Regions from separate parts of the Mus musculus genome. Here region 2 is linked to region 1. Evidence: chromatin contacts called from public Hi-C data. All regions are on one chromosome and are shown on one strand. The core of a region is the stretch at or near the end of the contact, and the rest is flanking DNA. Distances in the headings are between cores, read along the strand shown.

Evidence for each region. A called contact is a pair of places that touch in the nucleus more often than the background predicts.
Region 2: a Hi-C map of Sertoli cells shows a contact between it and region 1, with 9 times the contacts expected there. The contact joins two enhancer-like sites. A contact is called at or near these places in 1 of 15 datasets of contacts at CTCF or cohesin (embryonic stem cells) and 8 of 484 Hi-C or Micro-C datasets (the HL-1 cell line, LSK cells, Sertoli cells and 3 more).

Annotation. Positions count from the first base shown.
Region 1 is chr9:102,542,796-102,548,016 of GRCm38.p6, reverse strand. Ky (kyphoscoliosis peptidase) reads right to left here. Exons shown (of 11, transcript NM_024291.3): 11 at 1,778-5,221. Among named protein-coding and RNA genes, the nearest start is that of Gm29387, 14 kb to the left of the region's middle. Within about 2 kb of position 3,091, at least 90 of the 459 cell types and tissues checked have an H3K27ac peak or open chromatin away from gene starts, as enhancers often do. A contact at or near this core is called in Sertoli cells, where this site is marked.
Region 2 is chr9:102,781,415-102,786,635 of GRCm38.p6, reverse strand. No RefSeq gene overlaps it. Among named protein-coding and RNA genes, the nearest start is that of Gm46151, 5.4 kb to the right of the region's middle. Within about 2 kb of position 2,160, at least 90 of the 459 cell types and tissues checked have an H3K27ac peak or open chromatin away from gene starts, as enhancers often do. A contact at or near this core is called in Sertoli cells, where this site is marked.

The sequences.
Region 1 (5,221 bases), core at 1,842-4,341:
TCAACTGCAGGGGAGACGTCTCTCCATGGCCCCTCATCTGTGTCCCTCTTTGAAGAGCCATCATTACACTATCCTTGGGAATGAAGCACTTGACATGATGTCTCTAGAGGAGAAGGAGGTGACTGGGCACTCTCTTGATTATCTATCAAAATAAGCCTTTGTTTCTCATTGAAGCATTAACCAGATCTGGCCCTGCCTAGCTTCAGAGATCAAGCTGGATCAGGTGTGTTTAAGGAGGTAGGATTGTAGACCTAAAATCAATTTTTGTTTGAAGACTTACCTTGCCCACCAGTGCCTTCTCCAGAGACCATGAACTTCCTTGGGAAGGATCATGAAAAGCATTTTGTCTGAACACAGCTCAGGTGGGGGTGGATGTTCAGATCTGAGGTTGGTGTGGACAGTAATGACCTAGGCAGGACCCACCTTGGCACACAGAGGCCCAAGAAGTGGCGCTGAGGGAGTGGTGGGCCTGAGCACTCACAGTGGGTGAAGAAGCACATGAGACAAGGCCCCAAAGCCTCCATATGGACCAGATCTTGCCATGGAGGATGGTAGAGGTCACAGGACACCCCTAGGCATCCTCCGCAGGAATTTGATTGCCTTAAGAATAATTTTTCTGACTTGAGGTCTGAGGATGAGGTGGAAGAAAAGAGACTTCCTCGAGACATCTTAGTCTTGTTCAGTTCTGTCTGCAAATCACAGTGGACCAGCCTCTGTCTGGGCTGCTGGTTCCCTGTGGTCTGTCCACCTGCTGAGCCTGTGCATCCCCTCGCCCGCCCGCAGGAAAGTAAAAGGCGTGCGGTGTAGCATGCCCGGGGCTTAGGGAGCAGGCTCTTAACACAGCAGGGCCCTTCAGATGTTGCCTAACTGACAAGCCCAGGCTGGTGCCTGCCATCATCTGTTCACAAAGACACAGCTTCACAGAGCCTCTGGACTGGAAGAAACATCGGAGGTCAGTCTATTCCAGCTCTTGGTTGGGAACTTGCAGCCCGTTCCAATAATTTAAGAGTTTGTCCTTCTACTGCACCTAAGACCTAGAGACAGTTTGTTCCGATTGCTCCATAGTGTGTCATTAGAAACTTCCCTTACCCGTGGATTGCATTCCTCTGTGAACCCCCACCCCAAGGATGAAGTGTAACACATCTCGGGTTTTTGTGTCTGGCAATGAGGGATGCGATAAGCTCAGATTTGGGAACACAAATCTTTTTGCCCTTCACACTACAGCTATGAGAATGGTCTCCATGGTTACAGCAGCTTCTCAGAGGTGTCTAGATTTTCATTTTTTTCTTTTTTCCTCCAGTCCTCTAAATGTCTAATTTACGAGTAATCAGTTTAGGCAACCTGGAAAGTTTCGAGTGTGTGCGTGAATATCAAGAAACGTATAGCATATATTCAGCACCCCAAAAGTAGGTTGACAGGAAAAATTTTGGCACGTTTTTCTTCTCCCACTCTAAAAAGAAATTTGGGCTGACTTTAAAATGTTCAAGTTAAACAAGATTCAATGAAGGAAGCGTGGTCTTCGGATTCTTCAAAGGCACGTGAGCCTCGGAGGGCCGGGGCTGACCTAATTATGTTTTCTTTAATGTGGAATCGCTATTTGCCCAACACCCCATTTGCATCTCCCCATCACGTTCAAATGGCGGGGACATTGATCTTTTCTTTTTTTTAAAAGCATCCTTTGAACATGAAAGTGTTGCCCTCCCCCCTTGGTTGTTTTTTTTTTTTTTTCTCCTTGTAAGAGCAGCGATAAGGATGGATCGATAATTACATTGTTGGATAAAAATGAATATAAATTTTATTGAAAAAGAACCCCAGCAACAATGTGAGGACAGCATCTTTAACAGCCAGTGGCCCACACTACTCAGCACACACGGGGAGAAATAGTCACCTCTGCGGCTTTACTTACTCCAGATGAAAGGAAATGGCAGACCTCAGATAAACGGCCTTTGAAATCCCACAACAGTGAGCTATATGGTCACACCATTAACCTGGTGTTTACTGCCGGCCAACCAGTACTGTTTAAGAGTTACGAGTTAGCGGAGGGAGAACCCAACCGCTTCAGTAAGCACGGCAAAGAAAATGCCGGACCACTGCGGGAACTTTTCTCCTTTTCAAGTCCTTTGAGAATTTCGCCGAGAGTTTATTGGCAACGTGTCCCTCCTGCTTCACAACAGGAAATGGTTCTTTATATCTAGCTCAAATCCTTCATGCTTCAGTTAATCTATTTACGTCTCTTTAATCTCTGTGGGCCGGGAGGAGTCCGTCCTCGTGGGACAATGTAACATATGGAGAACTCAAAATATTCACAATCAGACAGAGAACAGTCCAGCTGAGCTGGTGGCACTTTTGAAGCAAGCTGAAAGAGCTTAATTGCACCCTTTTGCCTCACCACGCCCCATCCTTCTGCACCCTGGCGCCCATCCTGGGGCCTGCCTGGCAAAACGCTGAGTTTGATCAGTTTCAGCCTGTCATTGCCATAGTAATGAGTGTGATCACAGCGACCCCAGACAGGCATTCCTGTGCCCAGGGTTTCTGTCTCAGGAAAAGCTTTCTGGGCAAGATGCTCAATTCTTAATCCCATCCTATCTTCTCACCACGCCAGGCCAGGGAAGTCTCCCCAGGCTCTTCTGACAGTCTGCAAGACAACGCTGACATTGGCATATCAACCACGAGGATAACTATCCACGATGTGGATGCCGTAGACAGCATAACTTGTCCGCAAGGGACGAGAAAGCACCTAGTGATTTTTAACAAACATCATAAAAAGAGCCAGCTTGGGGGTTTGCAGCGGTGGCAACTTCGCACGTGATCCACCAGGGGGCGCTCGTGCCATTTGATCGGCCAATGAGACTCGTGGACCAGCAGACAAAGAGGGGGATTTGAATAAAAAGCCTTCAAAACGCAGCCTCCAAATTTTCAGGCTGAGCAGCATGCGTGTAAAAATTCATGAAGATTGGATTCGGTTTCGTGTATCTTTGCTTCAGTAAAAAGAAACGCAGGCGTTTTTCCGAGTGCACCTACAGTTGCCTTGACAAAGGGACTACCTGGTTATATGAGGAGGGCGGAGCGTGTGGTTGACCCGGGCCGCTGGGAGAGGCTCGGTCTGGGTCTCTGGTGCTGAGGACAGCTCCTGTTTTGTGGGGTAGCATCCTCCACAAGCTCCAGAATAGATTAATTATGCTGTTTTGAAAAAAACATGGGGATCATTTTCTGCAGGGCTAGCAGTGGCTGTCGCGGCTGTGTCTAGCGAGTGGCAGGGACCGCCGAAGCACTTACTATTTCGTTAAAACATAGCACAGTTCTTACTGCTCATAAAATAAAAGGGGTGAGGAAAGGCTGTTTCCAGGCAGTGCAAACTCCACCGTCTTCTTGTAGTGGAGACAACGCCACCTCCCACCCCACCCCACCCCACTTTGGTGCGTTTTCCAGGCGTGAGTGACAAGATGCTGATGGGCTGAGACTGCCAGAGGACCCTGGACATGAGCCAAGGCAGCTCAGCCCCTAGCAGCCATGCTAATCACAAGTGAGGCTACCCAGTCTGGTGGAGGGGGGCTATGTGGTATCAGGTGGGTAGCAGTGGGGACCTGTGGGAAAGGGGCAGAAGGGAATGAAGAGCTGAAGTTCTGGGCTCCTAGGTCTTCAGATAGGTTCCACTTGGCAGACTGCCCACCCAGAGATGCGGGTGCCTATGGCTGAGTCCTTTGTGTTCACCTCTATAGTCCCAGGATCTAGCATGAGGGGTCAGCCACTTATCGAAGGAGTCTGATGGGCTCTTACTGAGGAAAGACTTGACTGTAGAGGCTGTGAGTATCCCAGGCTGGCTCTGGCGGCAGCTGAGCCTGAGGACATTCCTTAGAGAGCAGTGAGGGATTGGGGGGGGGGGTGGTCCTGAGACAGGCACAGTGAGCAGAGTCCTAGAACCCTGAAATTTGGTAGGGACCCTCCTGGAGCACATCTGTGCACTGGGATGCTACTGCAGGAACCTCTTGTCGGGGGGCTCTCCTCAGGCCTTCCCTGTTTGCAGCAGCCTGCTTTTCCCCCCTCAGCTGTTGCCATGGAAACACCAGCCTCAGGTGCTGCTGAGGGCCAGCTAGGCAGCTCAGGCTTTTTAGGACAGGCCGGAGCAAGTAAGAGGCCCTCAACTGTTCCCAATGGAAGGAAGGTTGAACTCAGGGCAGGGGTTGTCATCTCAGAGAAAGACAGGAGGGAAAATGGCTATGATAGGGCTTTCCTCAGAGACAGAGACCAACACTTTCTCTAGGGGGCAGGTGGTGGTCCCCTCAGCTTGGTTTGGCTTGTAAGGAAGGAGCAACATCTTGTTATCAGACACTATCCCTGGTATCTGATAACTGCTGGGGCTAATCTGCTTGCCCAGGGCCCAGGTCATCAGCCAGGCTACCAGTGGGCTATGTAGGCATTTGAGGCTCCTGAGGATGGCTGGTGGGGGGTGGGGTGGGGCAATCTCCAGGCCCTCAGCTAAACTCTGGTAGGCACATAGAATCGGGGTCTTCACCCTTCCATGTGGGTTGCTGGACCTGCAAACCCACTCCATCCCTGGTCCCCAGCCAGGACATCCGAATGTGCACACGGCTGCTTTCCTGCCCTTAGCACATCTCAGAGATGCTAGGCATCAGGAGACAGCAGCCTCCAGTTGGCTGAGGGTCAGCTGGTTTGCTTTCTACACCCACCCCCTTTGCAAGCTCTTGAAGAGCATGAAGTAGCTAATAGGAGCACTAGGAATGTGGAAGATGGGCAGGCCCGACATTCCCTGGGGTCCAGAAGTAGTGGGGAGAAACACCATGTTACTTGCAGGGGGAGCACACCTTTCTCATAGATTCAGCCTCAAGCACCAGGCAGGCATCGTGGGGAAAGCTTTCAGCACCCGCAACACCTCCGCTTTCCCATTCAGCTCTACAGCAACAAAGTCCTAACACAAGAGCAGGCACAGGCAGGGGTGTACGTTTCACAATACCTTGGATTTACATAGCACCTTTTTCTTCTAGAGGGCCCTGGCCTCTGTCTCTTCTTCCACAGCCACATTGAGTGAGCCTTTGGCGGCACAAATTCCTCAGTGCCTGTGACACAGCAGGGAGATTGAGGCAGAGGGGACTGAAGCAGAGGCCTAGAAGTGGTTTCATGCAGATTAGTGGTGTCCTGGGCTCTCTGCTCTTAGCTTGGGCCCTCCCTGGGCAGGGCTGGCCTTAACCCTGGGGGACCGTGA
Region 2 (5,221 bases), core at 911-3,410, 240 kb before region 1:
CTTCTTCATCTCCTGCCCTCACCTCCCAGCTTTGGGTCTTTTTATTCTGAAAATGTCTATCAACATTGACACGTTTTACTGGTTTCTTTAAGATTCTAAATTATTATGTTTGGAAAAAAAATCAAAGAAGTATCTGAAAAGCTCATTTTCTAATAATTAAAGTAAATACAGCTCATGGTGACCAAACTCAAGTCACCAGGCTTGGTCACAATTGACTCTCCAGACCCCCACATGTTATCTCTTAGCTTCTGTTACTAGAAAATAAGGGTTGAGGGGCTGGAGAGATGGCTCAGCAGTTTAGAGCACTGGCTGCTCTTCCAGGGGCCCTGAGTTCAATTCTCAGCAACCACATGGTGGCTCACAACGGTCTGTAATGAGATCTCGATGCCCTCTTCTGGTATGCAAGTGTACAAGCAGATAGAGCACCTATATGCATAAAGTAAATGAATAAATCTTTAAAAAGAAAGGAAGAAAGAGGGAAAGAGTTAGCATTCACACCTCTTCCTTATCTCACGGCTGGTCCCTTGGTCCTACTGGGATAGTTTTGTCTCCAAGTTTTGGCTAAACTATTACACTTTTTTCTTTTGGGGGTGGAGTGGGATGGTTCTGTTTCTTAGTGTAGGCCTGGCTATCCTGCAATTCCCTCTGTAGACCAAGCTGGCCTTGAACTCACAGAGATCTGCCTGCCTCTACCTCCAAAGTGCTGGCATTAAAGGCCACCACCACCGCTAAGCCAAATTATCCCCCCCCTTTTTTTTCAACATAAATACATGACATACTTAGTGGAATCACTAGCCCATTATGGTGTCTGTACCTGCACTTGTCCTGGAGTTAATGGTGTTTAATGTCTAGTCTAAAAGAAATTGGAGGGTTGGCAAGATGGTTCAGTGGTTAAGAGCATTGACTGTTCTTCCAAAGGTCCTGAGTTCAAATCCCAGCAACCACATGGTGGCTCACAACTACCCATGATGAGATCTGATGCCCTCTTCTGGCTCGTCTGAAGACAGCTACAGTGTACTTATGTATAATAATAAATAAATCTTAAAAAAATAAGAAGAAAAGAAATTGGAAACACCTTTGAGCTCATAAAAATCCTTTGTCCATGGGTTTACCACAGCCTTTGCGTCTCTCCTCCCTGAAAGGTCGGAGCCAAGAGAGACAGTCCTCATGTCCCTGGGAGGAAAAAGGCAGGGAAAGGGTGAGCCGTTTTCAGTCCTCTAACCCTAAAAGGAAAAGCATTCACAAGCATCCAAGGAGATGGGCTTTGGAGATCAATTGGCTTCAGGGCATTTCTTTGGAAATCATGTTTTCTTTTTTTGGAATGGGTGGTTCTTTGCCTATTCTCTACCCCAGTCCATGCCGGAGCGGAATGGCTACATCAGACCTTTCCAAAAGAAAATGGTCACAGTGTAGCGGGTTTGTCTTCCAAGCTACCAAAAAAACAGAAACCAAGCAGGAGCAATTATGTAGTCCTCTTGTATTTCAGTGCAAGGCTATGTGAGTCCTGATGGTTTCTGCTTTAGTGGAGAGATAAGCAAGCTAAATGTGAGTTTGGGGGGGGGGGCAGGAGGCATAGCTCAATGCCAGAGTGCTCGCCTAACATGTGTGAGGACTTGGGTTCAAGACCCACTATTACAAAAACAAGAAACCAGCTCAGCTAAATGAGAGGGTGAGAGGCAATGGGTGGGGGAGCAAAGAATCCCTAGGGAGGAAGGGGGCATGAGGAGGAGGGGCTTCAAGCTGGCAGGAGCCCCTAGCCTCACCATGGACACCTTCCAGCCTGATTGTGTGAACACTTCCTGGCACAGAGTAGCTGACATTAGTAACCTCAAAAGCTCCGACACCTCTCAAGGCTACGAGGATAGCCACCGGGGAGCACAGCAACAAATGGTTCCCTCATTTTTTAATCTTTCAGGACATTTGAGCCTCTCTGAAAGTGCTTACAGAGTTTGGAAGGACAAGATGTCTCGTGATAGCCTTACTAAGACTTACTTGGCCCCAGACAAACTCAAGACTTACTAATCGGTGCCTGGAGAGCATTTCATAACTTCACCACCAGGGGCCGCTGTTTCCCCATGCTCAGGCCAACAACACAGCCACTATCCCTCCAGGAACGCAGTTTGAGAACTGCCAGTGAGTCCAAAGGAATTCCACAAATTCAGACGCCCTGGTGCCCTCTCCACCTTCCCTTCCCCCAGTCTGGGACCTACCCGACCCAGAATAATGGGAGTGTGGCTTCCCAGATCCAGAAGTAGAAGCACGACTTTTTCTCCTAGGACAGAGTTTCTTTGTGTTGTAGAGACCTACTCAAATGGTTTTGAGGTGTTTTGTTTGTTTGTTTGTTTTTGGTTTTTTTTTAAATACGTGTGTGTGTGTGTGTGTGTGTGTGTGTGTGTGTGTGTTCCCTTCTTGAGAGAGAAATGCGGGCTCTCAGAGATGTGTGTCCTTGGCTAGGAAGATTCCAGCCATGTCAATGATCTCCAAATTGGGGGGTATGCAAAATGATCTGTTAAGGGCAAGAGAAAGAACATTGTATAACATTTACTTACGTATTTACTGTGTTAGTTTTAGAGATAGAAATGTGAGAGGCACACCCCCCACCCCACCCCCCCCACCCCCGTCTCAAAAAACAAAACACCTTTGCTATCCAGACTGGCACTGATGCTTTCTGAGGTCCTGTGTCACAAGGTCAGCAGAGTGCATGCTATATAGTGAGCGTGGAAGGACGGTGGAGTCACCTCCCTGTAACCAGAATTCTATTGCATACACCCTTTCTACTTACTGGAAGGACTGGGTGTCACAAAGTAACTAAAGGAGTCCTCACGGAAGGAAGTGGGGGAGGGGTGTTTAAGCATCTTCAGAAATGAGGGCCCGAATGCAGTGTCGCCAGTACCTGCATTCGAGCTTGGAAAAATGCCTAAGATATCACTCCCGTGCCTGTCCGACCTCTCAGCTACGCAATGACACTGAACCGAGGACAGTGCTGACAAGGTGTACCATCCAAATTCAAGCTTGTCAAACCTTTTGAAACAATAGCAGGTCTCTCATTTCTGATGAGCTTGAGGTAATATCAAAGGTCCCCGAGCCTTGACCTTAACAGCAGCTCGTGACATGTGACATGCGTGCTTGCTCATGTCACAGCGGGGATGCAAGCAAAATCAGGCCAGGGCTGAGGAAGTGTGTGCCACAGCCAAGAAGACGACCTTCCTATCTTATCAACTCTTGGAGTTTGTCTGGGGCCAAGGACCCGGGTAACTGGACTCTGAAGACTGTTCCTGGCAGTCAAGGTACAGACACTCGAACCATGACCCAAGGGGACTTTGGTTCTATGAAGGCTAAAGCCTTTCATATCAGCTGTCTTCTGTGGCTTTGTTCTGCCTCGGGACCGTCTGGCACCTGGTACAGAAAGGAAGAGGCTTGAAGAAAAGGAGTCGACACATGTTCACCCGAGCGTGTTCACCCGAGCATGTTCTTCGGCTTGCTTGGTGGGGCTTTTCCAGCTCTACCCTAGTTTACCGTGCACTTCCTATCCCTGTTCAGTGGGAGGGCCTTCCTCCAAACTACATTCCTCCGTGAAATTCTTTTTTTAGGGACAGCGGATTTAAAAAGTAATCTTGTGGGATTTGTCCAAGTCTTGACAAAGGAGAAGTTCACACTGGGTGGATTTGCTGAGAAGGAATGCAAACTCACCTTTATCATTCCTGTCCAAGCTAGCAGCAGCAGGATTACTTGGGGATGAGTCTCAAAATATGCAGAGTCCTGGACCCTACTCAAGACTGCCTGACTCAGAATCTCTGAGTGGGACCAGGAGGCACATCGACAAACCCAGTCCATCTCCCCCAACTCCAAACATTACAAGATAAATTTTAAAACTTTGCAAAGACAAAGTTCGTCTCAGTGAGTTCATTTGCCTACCACGCAGGAAGCTCCAGGCTGAATCTCCAAGATTAACCGGATGGAATGGTGCGTGCCTGTAATTCCAGCCCTTGGGAGGAAGAAGAATCAGGAGTTAAGGACTCCATCTAAAGTATGTAGAATAACGAAAGACCAGTAAGATGGTTCAGTGATTAATGTCACTTGCCACCAAGCCTAATGACCCGAGGAGTTGGATCCTTGGGACTCACATGGTAGAAGAGAACCAGCTCCCTACAGGTGCCCTCTGACCTCCACACAATGCCACGTCAAGCACACACATGCAGGCACACACGCATGCACACAAAATAAGCCAATAAATGTGAAAGAAATAAAGAATAGAACCAGAAGAAAAACTTGTAAACAGCTTCTTATCTGGGAGCTGGGGAGATGGCTCAGCAGTTAGGAGCACAGGCTCCTCTTCCAGAGGACCCAAGTTTGATTCCCAGCACCTACCTGGCAGCTCATATCCATTTGTATCTTCAGTCCTTGGGCCTCTGATGGGACCAGGCACACATGTGGTGCACAGATATACATGCAGACAAAACAATATACACCAAATGGCTTTTTACAAGGCCTTATTTTTCCTATGAAATTAGTCAAGCCAGGTAATTTTCTATTCATTCTAAGCACAAGGAGGCCAGACATCCACCTAATTAGGAAAGGTAAGGGCCGATGGAGTGGAGCTGTGCAGAAGGAGACTCACCCTGCTTATGAGACTGGGCCCTGCCCATTGCCTTCCATGCAGCCCCCTGGACACACAGAGGTCTGAAGGTTAACATGCAGAAGGCTCCGGGCAGAAGGAAGCATTACCAGGAGGAAGAGGCCAACACTCTGAGACTAATTCTTTCCTGAAACCACTCCCTTGCCTAGGGAATCTTTGATCATATCCATCTTCAGAAAGTGGCTTTAGAGCACAGGCTTACAGGCTAGCTGATCTAGACACATGAGTAGCAGAAATGACAGGAATTCTCTAGCAAAATACTAGCACAGGGACATGGTGGCCTCAGGGTATGAAAGAAGACTCTAGAAAGATCCCCCCCCCCTTTCTGGGAGAAGCTTCTATGGTCCTATATCTCCCAGGATTCCACTAAAGTCCTTTCTAGGCCGCGCTCCCCCCACCCCAATGTTCTTCTCTGCTGTAGGTGACTCTAACACACCCATCTGTGCCTCAGCTGTGCCTGGACCTGCCTCTGTCTTAACACACTGTCACCTCCAAGGAATACTGAGATTCTTGGGAATAGGGCCCAAGGTTGGTAAGTAGTTGAGAAATGGTGGTTTTTTTTGAGTCTGACTTAGTCATTATCAC